Linked DNA regions of Mus musculus: regions 1 and 2 are each linked to region 3. A link is a contact called in public promoter capture Hi-C data. All regions are on one chromosome and are shown on one strand. Each heading gives the region's core, a stretch centred on a gene start, on an enhancer-like site or on the middle of the called end of the contact. The rest is flanking DNA. Distances are from core to core; before and after follow the strand shown.

The links. Promoter capture Hi-C pulls out the DNA fragments that hold promoters and counts their contacts.
Region 1: a contact with region 3 is called in a promoter capture Hi-C map of pre-B cells, with 2.1 times the contacts expected there. The contact joins the promoter of Ushbp1 here to the promoter of Mau2 in region 3. A contact is called at or near these places in 1 of 39 promoter capture datasets (pre-B cells) and 1 of 9 other capture datasets (pancreatic islet).
Region 2: a promoter capture Hi-C map of erythroid cells shows a contact between it and region 3, with 20 times the contacts expected there. The contact joins the promoter of Fcho1 here to the promoter of Mau2 in region 3. A contact is called at or near these places in 1 of 39 promoter capture datasets (erythroid cells) and 1 of 9 other capture datasets (pancreatic islet).

The regions. Positions count from the first base shown.
Region 1 is chr8:71,394,340-71,397,171 of GRCm38.p6, forward strand. Ushbp1 (USH1 protein network component harmonin binding protein 1) reads right to left here and starts at 1,462. Exons shown (of 13, transcript NM_181418.3): 1 at 1,375-1,462; 2 at 1,001-1,130; 3 at 711-832; 4 at 36-471. The coding sequence starts at 1,054. Babam1 (BRISC and BRCA1 A complex member 1) reads left to right here and starts at 2,516. Exons shown (of 9, transcript NM_026636.2): 1 at 2,516-2,681.
Region 2 is chr8:71,724,289-71,727,195 of GRCm38.p6, forward strand. It overlaps Fcho1 (FCH domain only 1), which reads right to left and starts at 1,393. Exons shown (of 28, transcript NM_028715.3): 1 at 1,345-1,393.
Region 3 is chr8:70,040,790-70,044,032 of GRCm38.p6, forward strand. Mau2 (MAU2 sister chromatid cohesion factor) reads right to left here and starts at 1,945. Exons shown (of 19, transcript NM_001376946.1): 1 at 1,603-1,945. The coding sequence starts at 1,896. It overlaps Sugp1 (SURP and G patch domain containing 1), which reads left to right and starts at 1,998. Exons shown (of 14, transcript NM_027481.3): 1 at 1,998-2,291. The coding sequence starts at 2,258.

The sequences.
Region 1 (2,832 bases), core at 212-2,711, 1.4 Mb after region 3:
GGCTGGATCTGCCTCTTCCCCAGTCACCAGCTTACCTGTCTCTGCAGAGTCTCCTTCTCTGCCTGGGCGTCCTGCAGTGAAGCCTGAGTGCATGCCAGCTCATCCTCCCGGTTGCACAGGGCTAGCCGCAGCCAGGCGTTCCTCTCTATGAGGCGAGCAGCCTCCTGCTGTCCAGGTCCTGCGTCTTCTTTCTCATCACCAAAGGGCCCCGGAGCCCCCTGGTCTCTGTCTTCTGCTTCCACTGACTTTGGAAAGCTTAGCGAGTGGTGGCGCAAGGCAGCTACAACTGCCTCAAGGGAGCTCAGCCTGCACTGCAAGGTCTCATACACACTGGGTACTGATATCTCAGCAGGGCCACTATCCAGGGGGGCTTCTTGCAGGACCTGGTGGGCTTCCACCTCAGGCTCGCACTGTTCTTCTGGGCTCAAGGATAGAACCGCATGGGATCCCACATCACAACCCTCCTTGATCCTGTGAAGATAGTGGGGGAACCCCAGCCACCTGAGGCTCAGAAGAGACCTGGAGGGCTAACCCTAGGGTCGCTAGGAAGGTAGAGTAGGGAATGAGCGGCATGGCTGGAGGATAAACAGGAAGAGGAGAGAGGCAGGCAGCAGAGGCAATGGGCAGGTGAGTGGCAGGAGGCAGCTTTGTGCAGGGGGGGTGTTGGGGTGTTGGGCTAGAATATAGGGTACATACTAAATGCATCCTACCAGTTCCTTGGGCTCTGAAGGCCAGGACCAAGGTATTCCTGATGCAGCTCAGGTTTAGTCTCGAAGCGTCCATTGTTGGCATCTACTTCCTCTGAGCTCTCAGCTACAGGGTCTAGCTCCCCCTGTGAATGAACCCCGTTTCCCCCCAACACACACACACAGTCTCTTGGCCATCATATCCAGCTCCACCTGTGGAGGACTCCCCTACACCACCACGGGCTCTGAGCCTAGCAGGCCTGGGTTCCCAGGATCCATGGGACTGAGTGTGGCAGGAAGAGGGGCACACTTACAGGCAGAGGATGCCTCCCTCGACGGCTTCGGGGCCGTGTGGCCCGGGCACTCATTGCCTCTGTCACTACAGTCTGCTTTCAGTTCTTGCCTTCGTCACCTTAGAATCCTTGTTTTTTGTTTTTTTGTTTCCTGTAGGATTTTTGGGGTGTCTACTCCGATTGACACATTTAAATATTCATATACCTCTCCAATAGTGCCCACTAACTATCTACTTGTTCCTTACTCCCCCATCCCCCATCTCTACTGGGCATTCTTCTCCCCTCAGCTGTCTGAAGGCGTTTCTCTTATCTGTGCCCCACCCCCCATAGAAGCATTGGGTAGGGACCCTAAAATCCTCTTTCTTCCTACGGCTCTTAGCATCAAACTCCCTCACCCTGGGGGTTGACCCTGCTGCGCTCTTCTCTGCTTCTCCAGAGCACCTTGGGAAAGGCCTGAGATCCAGGGCATATCTCAAGCCATTCTGGCCACTGGCTACTGAGGCTGCGATAGCCAAAAGTGGCCCGGGAGGGGCTGGGAAACAGGAAGCCCCCCTACCCTGATCACATGGACAGTTATTGTTTCGTTTCCTTCTCCAGGATGCCGGCTTCCTCCAGAACGGGAGGAGGATGGAGGACCAGGACCTTTGTCCCGCTCTAAAGATATCAGTATCCCCTTACCCGAGGCCAAACCTTCCATTTTCATTTTGGATTTTTTGTGTCCCCTGTTCACCAGGACTCGCTCTAATGTGAAGGTCTTTGTGTGTGTGTGTGTGTGTGTGTGTGTGTGTGTGTGTGTGTGTGTGTGTTTCTAAAACCAAAAAAAAACCAAAACTGTAGGAGTTGGCTTCAGCATTTGCACAGCTTTTATTTTTCATTACTTTGCTTTACTCATCTTTGTCTGTGGTGGTCCTACTTGTCTCCGAGATCGAACTCAGGCCCCTCAGGATTGGTGGCAAGAGCCTGCACCTGCTCAGTAGCCCACAACGTTTCTCTTCAATGAGTCTGAACTGCTGCATCAGGCGGTTGGAGGCACTGGCAACAATAAGCTTGTCCACAGTGTGTCTGCTGCCTTCTTTACTTTTTCTTTACATTTTAGTTTTTATACAGCGTCTCATTTAGCCCAGCCTGGTCTAAACGCCCGATCTTCGTCTCCGGGTCTCTGGAGTGTTGGGATGACAGGTGTGCACCACCAGTCCTCATCAAGGTACTAGTGAATGAATGCCAACCTAAGTTACATAAGTAACTGAGAAGGCCTTTGGCAAGTCCAAGCCAAGTCCTACCCCGTCAATCATCAAACGGCCCCGCCCAGCTCAGGCTTCTGTCCTATTTCAGCAGAAGCCTTGAGAACCATAGCGTGATTAAACCGGAACTACAAATTACGCCCAATTTTGCTTCTATCCACCACAGATCACACCCACTCCCAGTATTACCCATCTTCAGCCCCATTCCAGCCACTCCAAGCCACACCCCCAGAACGCCTCAGCCTATCAGCTTCCATGTCCCGAGGGCCACTGAACTACATTTCCCAGAAGGTGTCTCGGCAGCGCCGCACAAACTTCCGGCCAGGAAGATGGCGGCTTCCTAGAGTCCTGATTGACTGGCCGCGGTGCCCAGGCTACAGAGTGGAACCTGCGGCACTGTGAACGCGCGTGAGCTTTGTGTCGCCGTGGTCTAACTTCGACCCGGATTGCTGTAGCTCCAGGTTCGTTCTTCTTGAGGACTTAGGGGTGGGGGATTCGAGGTCCCGAGATGCCACCCCTAAAACCGCGCATCCATCGCAGGGTCACTTGGGCTTCCTGTGTTTCCCTAGGGACCGGACCGGCGCCGCCTCAGGGGAAAAGTAGTTTTGGGAA
Region 2 (2,907 bases), core at 143-2,642, 1.7 Mb after region 3:
AGACATCTCACTGCCTCCTTGGCTGTGACCCCATTTAATGAATGCAATATCATAATTACTATCATAGGAGTGGGTGTTTACGGCGCGCTGTCACTCCCACAACCACCTCTGATCTTCCTACAGACTTTCAGTCCACTTCACAGAAGGCTCAGTTTAAGTCCAGTCTGGGCACACAAATTTGGGGGTGTCAGGCTTCCTGCCTGGGACTCACCCTACTATCCTGCAAGAGGCAGGGACTAAGACCTGACCTTCCACTTGGGACCCCGCCCAGGAACCAGCCTAGGAACCCTATTGTAGGTGATGGTATGTGGGTCAGGGTGTGACCTGGGCAGCCACATGGGTGGGACCACAGTGACAAAGTCTGGGTCTTGATTGGAGGCCCGTCCATCTTATGGTCAGATAGAAACTGTCCTCTGCTGGCCTTAGGTCTCGCTGCTCCGCCCCAGGCTAGACTGTATCCATCAATCAAAATCATGGTTTGTTTTGTTTATGCTTTTTTAATGAGGCAGAGTCTGTGAATGTAGCCCAGGCTGGCCTCAAGCTGCAGATCTTCCAGCCTCAGCCACCAGAGGATTGTAATGACCACACCAGGCTCAACCCCTTTTAAAGTGCCAAAACCAGAGTGCCCTAACATTTGACTAAAGATTGTGGTCCCCATCTGGAGAAAATGGGGCACAGGTGTTGGGAATTTGAGACAGATAGTCTGGCTTCCTCAACCTCTATATTCTGAGGAGGAGACTAAGGATCAGGGAGGTGCTGTCACCTGCCCAAGGTCACCATGAAGCAGGTCCTGCGACGCTGAGGGCAAGTGGAGGGGCGGCCATCCCCGACCTTCTCTGCACCCCATCCTCATTCACCTAGACTAATTCTGTCCCTTGGAGCAGATGCCGGCTGCCCCCCTAACAGGGCGCGGGAGTCCCTGGTGCAGGCTCCAGGCCTCTCCAGGCCCCGTTCCCCCGGGAGGGGATCCCGCGCTCCATACTCCAGATACCCCGCAATTCCACCACACTCGCCCTACAGAACCCCCACCAGCCTACCAACCCTAGAGCGGGTGCAAAGGAAAGGAGGAGACCCTCGTTCCCAGGCGAGGAAGAGGGGCAGCGAGGGAGGCGGCCCCCAGCTTAGGGCCAGGCTAGAGACCCGGAAGAGGGATTGGGGGTCCTGGGGGGGGTCTCAGCCTCCCAGCCCAGGATTGAGAGATGCCATAGAGTGGCGCCCCGCCTTCTGCAGACGGCACCTGCGCTCGGGCCGGGTCAGGATGGAGGCTGCGTCCCCGCCCCGCACCCCGCCCCCGCGTCCTGCACCCCGCACCCCGCACCGGAGCCCCGCGCCGGGGACACTCACCGCCTCTCGCGGCGCTACCTGCGCGCTCCAGACCCGCGCCCCGCCCTCCCCGCGCGCTGCGGAGCGCGCTGCTGGCCCCGCCATGGGTGTGGTCAGGAGGAGCTCCGCCCCGCGGTGCTTCATAAACCCTGCACTGGTTGGCTGAGCCTGGAAATTCATCCGCAGGCTATTTGCATATTTTAAAGTGACAGGAGAAGCTCCTTGATCTCTGCACCTGTCAAGTCTCTCGGGAGACTGGGAGGGAAAGAGGGGATAGCTTTTATTAAGTACCTACTGCATACATGGCTCTTTGGAGAACCCCTCCGAGGCTGTGAATTAGGTGACATTTAATATTGAGCCTCATTTTACAAACAAAGGAATCAAGGAACATGGCTAGGAGTTGCTTTGGAGGTCATATAGCAACTCTGGTCTATCCATTCATGTGACATGCCATTTATTTATTCAGGCTGTGTGCTGGTGATGAAGCCAGGCTGCCCCAGCATTAAGCAAGAGCCACATGTCCACTCCACTCCCATATGACAACTTCGAGAGACTTAACTCCCCGGCCTGGGCTCCGTTTCTTGTTCAGGGTCACATGGCAGCATGATGATCCTCAGGACTACTGAGCCATCTCTCTCCCTGCCCCAGAAGCACCTCCAAGGAAGTGGGACCACTGGCCTGGGCACAACCAGAAAGCTAAGTGCCCTTCATCTCCAGTACATGCCCCTGCAGCCTTGGACCCCAGACACCTCAGTTTGGGCATTTTCCTGTGGTGGGAATCAAATCCAGGTCCATCCCAGACTGAGGCTGCCCCACTTCTTACTTGAACCATCTACTGCAGCTCTGCCCCAAATGATGCCGGGTTCTGATGGCAACCATACATAGCTAAATACTAGCTTCAGGGCCGGTGAGATGGCTCAGTGGGCAAAGATGCTTGTAGCAAAGCCTGGATTTTTTGAGAGAGTCCTGAAAAGTATCCTCTAACCTGTGGCATGTGCACACTACCAATGAATCAATTAATCAATTTATGCATCAATTCAAACAATAAAGATTAAACATTTAGATAGGCCCCACACCCAGCTGACTGGTGACCATCTGCCACAATTGGTAAGATAGCCCGCTCTCCATTCTCCATGCTGTTCACATTTTTCACATGTCCTTTTGTTGGCCCAAGAGCCCTCGAGTCACCTTTGGGTTCTGGGATTTGAGAATGGTAAGAAAAGCATCTCTCTCTCTCTCTCTCTCTCCCTCCCTCCCTCCCTCCCTCCCTTCCTTCCTCCCTCTCTCTCCTCCCCATATGTGTGTGGATGTGTGCATGCATGCCATTGCTGTGTCCAGAGCTGGAGTAGGGTGGGTTCCAGGGGCTGAAGCAAAGCCATCAGAGTCGGATGGAACAGGTTTTGACCTGTGATCACTGTCACCTGTCATTGACTGGTTCTAGGCAGGTGCTGGTCTAGAACTCAAGACTTCCCAGGCCCTTTCAGGGGTGTGCACCCCCATAGCAGCCCTCATTCTCGACATGACTCAGTCGTATCTCCGTGATGAGGACACAGGAAATGGGAGAAAGTTTCCCCGAATGTGGAC
Region 3 (3,243 bases), core at 695-3,194:
AGAACTGCCTACCCTGCCACTGCCCAGCTCAGGTTTCACCTCTTTTTTAAATGTATGTGAGCACACTGTAAGCTGTCTTCAGACACACTAGAAGAGGGCATCAGATCCCAGTACAGATGGTTCTGGGAATTGAACTCAGGATCTCTGAAAGAAGAGTTAGTGCTCAGAACTGCTGAGCCATCTCTCCAGTCCCATCCCTGGTTGGTTCTGTTGAGACAAGGTCTTCTATGTAGCCCTGACTCTTTGGCAACACTCACAGAGATCCATGTGCCTGTCTTCTGAGTGCCAGGATTAAAGGCATCTGCCACCCTACCCAGCTCTTTTTGATTATAATTTTTTAAAATTAATGGTATTATTTGTTGTGTATGATATGTATGAGTGCAGGCAAATTTGGAGATCAGAAGGCAATTTTTGAGAGTGTTCACCTTCCACTCAAACTCAAGTTATCAGGCTTGTGCTGCAAAAGCCTTTACCCACAAAGTCATCTAAGCAGACCTGCTTTCTTTGAGATATTCTTCCTGTGTAGCCGAGGCTAGCCTCTTGCCTCTCCCTTGAACATGTACATCACAGGTATGTGCAACTATGCCTGTAATCTCAGTACTTGGGTGGCCAGGAAGGATGACAGCTGGGAATTGAGACCAATTCTTTGCTACATCGTGTAAGACCACGACAACCCCCCCCAACACAAAAACAAACAAAAAACCCAAACTTCACACAGTGTGGTCTTTGCTAAATCACTTTACTTAGCTAAGCCTATACGGTTTCACTCTTGAAATAAGGAAGTTTATTGGTTCAGTGAGGATTAGAAGCTCTAACTATGCACAGTGTGGGAAACAAGAATTTTGATCCCCTCCTGAAGGCAATTTACTAGACTGTCTGCAGGTCAGAACATTAAACATCTGAATAGTCAAGGAAACAAAGATAGGAAAATGGCAAAAAAGAGGCGGAGGTGTGGAAGAGACACAGTTGCCATGAGAAGAAACAAGTCTTACTGAGAAGCTGAATGACAGCTACCTCTTGAAATTCTGTGAAGCACCAAGACGTCACAAATCAAGTTGGAGGCGGAGTGGGGACTCTTTCAAAGATGGACCATTTCGTGGTGGGAGAAGAAGCCACCAACAGTGAGACTGACCTCCAGACCCCCGAGGTGCAAGTGACTCTAGAAGCTACTTTCTGCACTTCAGGTCCTCACAAGGCAACAACGTTCAACAAGAGGCTGAAGGCCTCACCTTCCCCAATATCCATGCCACAAGGATCTGGGACTCCAGACCTAGACACCTGACTGTCAGAAGTCCTGGACTTTCAGATTTCCTGCGACCTCGCTTTCACACGTCAGGGAGCTCGCATCTCTTCCTTAGGTAGGTGCTTCTAGGCTGACGCTCTGGGTCCTGTTCCCGCGGCCACCCGACTAGGAGGGTCCCCGATGCAAGCACCAAGTAGCTGAAGAGGGACAACTTTCCCGGTTCCCGGGTGAGAGGGCGTGGCGGAGCCGCGTCTGTCACCGCAGGTGAGGGCGAGGCCTTCGGAAGTCCCAAGCCCGACGAGGCGGAGAGGATCGAGTCCCCGGTACCCGCGGCCCGCCCGCCTGGCCCGCACACTCACCGCCTTCTCCAGGTGGCTGCGCGCCTGCTCGCTGTTCTTCGTGTGGTGGTAAAGCACCGAGCCGAGCTGCAGGTGCGTCCGGGCCTCGATCCGCTGAGGCGGCTTGAAGGGGAACACGGCCTGCAGGCAATGAACGCACAAGCGGATCTTGGGCGGGCTAGATGTTCGGAAGTGCTCGGCGAAACCCAGGAGAGCCAGATACCACGACTCGGCTGCCTCGGCCTGTGCGGCCTGTGCGGCGGCAGCCTGAGCTGCAGCCGCCGCCTGCGCCGCAGCCGCCGCCTGTGCCGCCATCTTGGCCCGCACAACAACAAGCCGCCTCCACAGAGAGGCGGAAGCACCTTGAGGGGCGGGGCCTGGCGACCCGCAATTCTCGCGAGAACTGCTACGCAAGGACTTCTGGGTCTTATGGTGTGTGTTCGAAGTGGCTCCGACTGAGGAAGACTCTGAGGAGAGGATGATACCTCTGCATCATCGTAACTGAGAGTAATACACGTTCGTGAACTGACGCCGGCGTTTCTGTGGAGAAGACGCCCGGTGTCCTAGAAGGGGGTTGGACGAGATTGTCGGAGAAGGACTACATTTACCATCAGACCAAGCGCACTATAACAGAGCCTCCCTCTTCTCAGGTGGCGCCGGAGCATTGTGGGATTGGATGAGTCTCAAGATGGACAACCGGGATGTTGCAGGTAACATCCCCCGACTTCCCTTCGCCGCCCGCCTGGGTTCTCGCGACTGCACGTCTCCTGTTCACCCTACTTTCTGTCACGGACCTGACACGCGGACTTCTCGCCTCAGCCCCAGGGAAACTTACAGTAACGTTGCGTGTGCCCTTCTCTGGTCTGCCGAGACCCCAGACTCGGGTTCGCCCCCCAACCCCCGCCCGTGGCTGAGGAGCGCTCCTGGTCTCCCTCAAAGGCCTGGGCGCCGGGTGGGAACCGCATGGGCTTTCCCAATAAACTGCTCTCGGGCCGGTGGCATCCACAGCGGACAGCCTGGGACATCCCTCCTGCCCCTCCGGTCCCCTTTGGCTTGGGTCCTGCCTTGTGGGAAATGTGCGTTTCCGAACTGCACTGGGTCAGCCAGGGCGGTTTCCCACGGTTACGGGTTTAGCTCTCCCTGTGCCCCTAGGATGAAATGCATTTGCCCATTCACCATATGCTTCCACACTTGCTGGGTGCCAAACGCTGTGCTAAGCTTGCGTGTCAGTGCACCTGGAAGCAAATTTTGCAAAGAACTAGTTCTCGTGACGTGAGGTTGGATGCTGCTAATATATTGAAGGTCAGGGAAGGCTTAACAGTTTTTAAAAATCCATTTGTCTTTATGTCTTTGTGTGTGAGTACCTGGAGCTGGAGTTATAGTAGGCCACCTGGATGTTTGCTTGGATTCTCTGGAAGAGTGACAAGCACTCTTAACCTCTGAGCCATCTCTCTGGCTCCATGAAAAGTCTTTCTTGAGTACAAGATGTTCCATATGAGTAGATGCTGTCTATAGGAAGGCAGAGGTTTCACCACAGAGGCTGGATAGGCCTCAGAGTGGACTAGGATTGTCTCCTTGGAGATTGTTATGAATGAAATGGAAATAATTAGGGGTGTCAACTCTGGTAGTGTCTAGGGAGTCAGTTTTGCTTTCAACATTTAG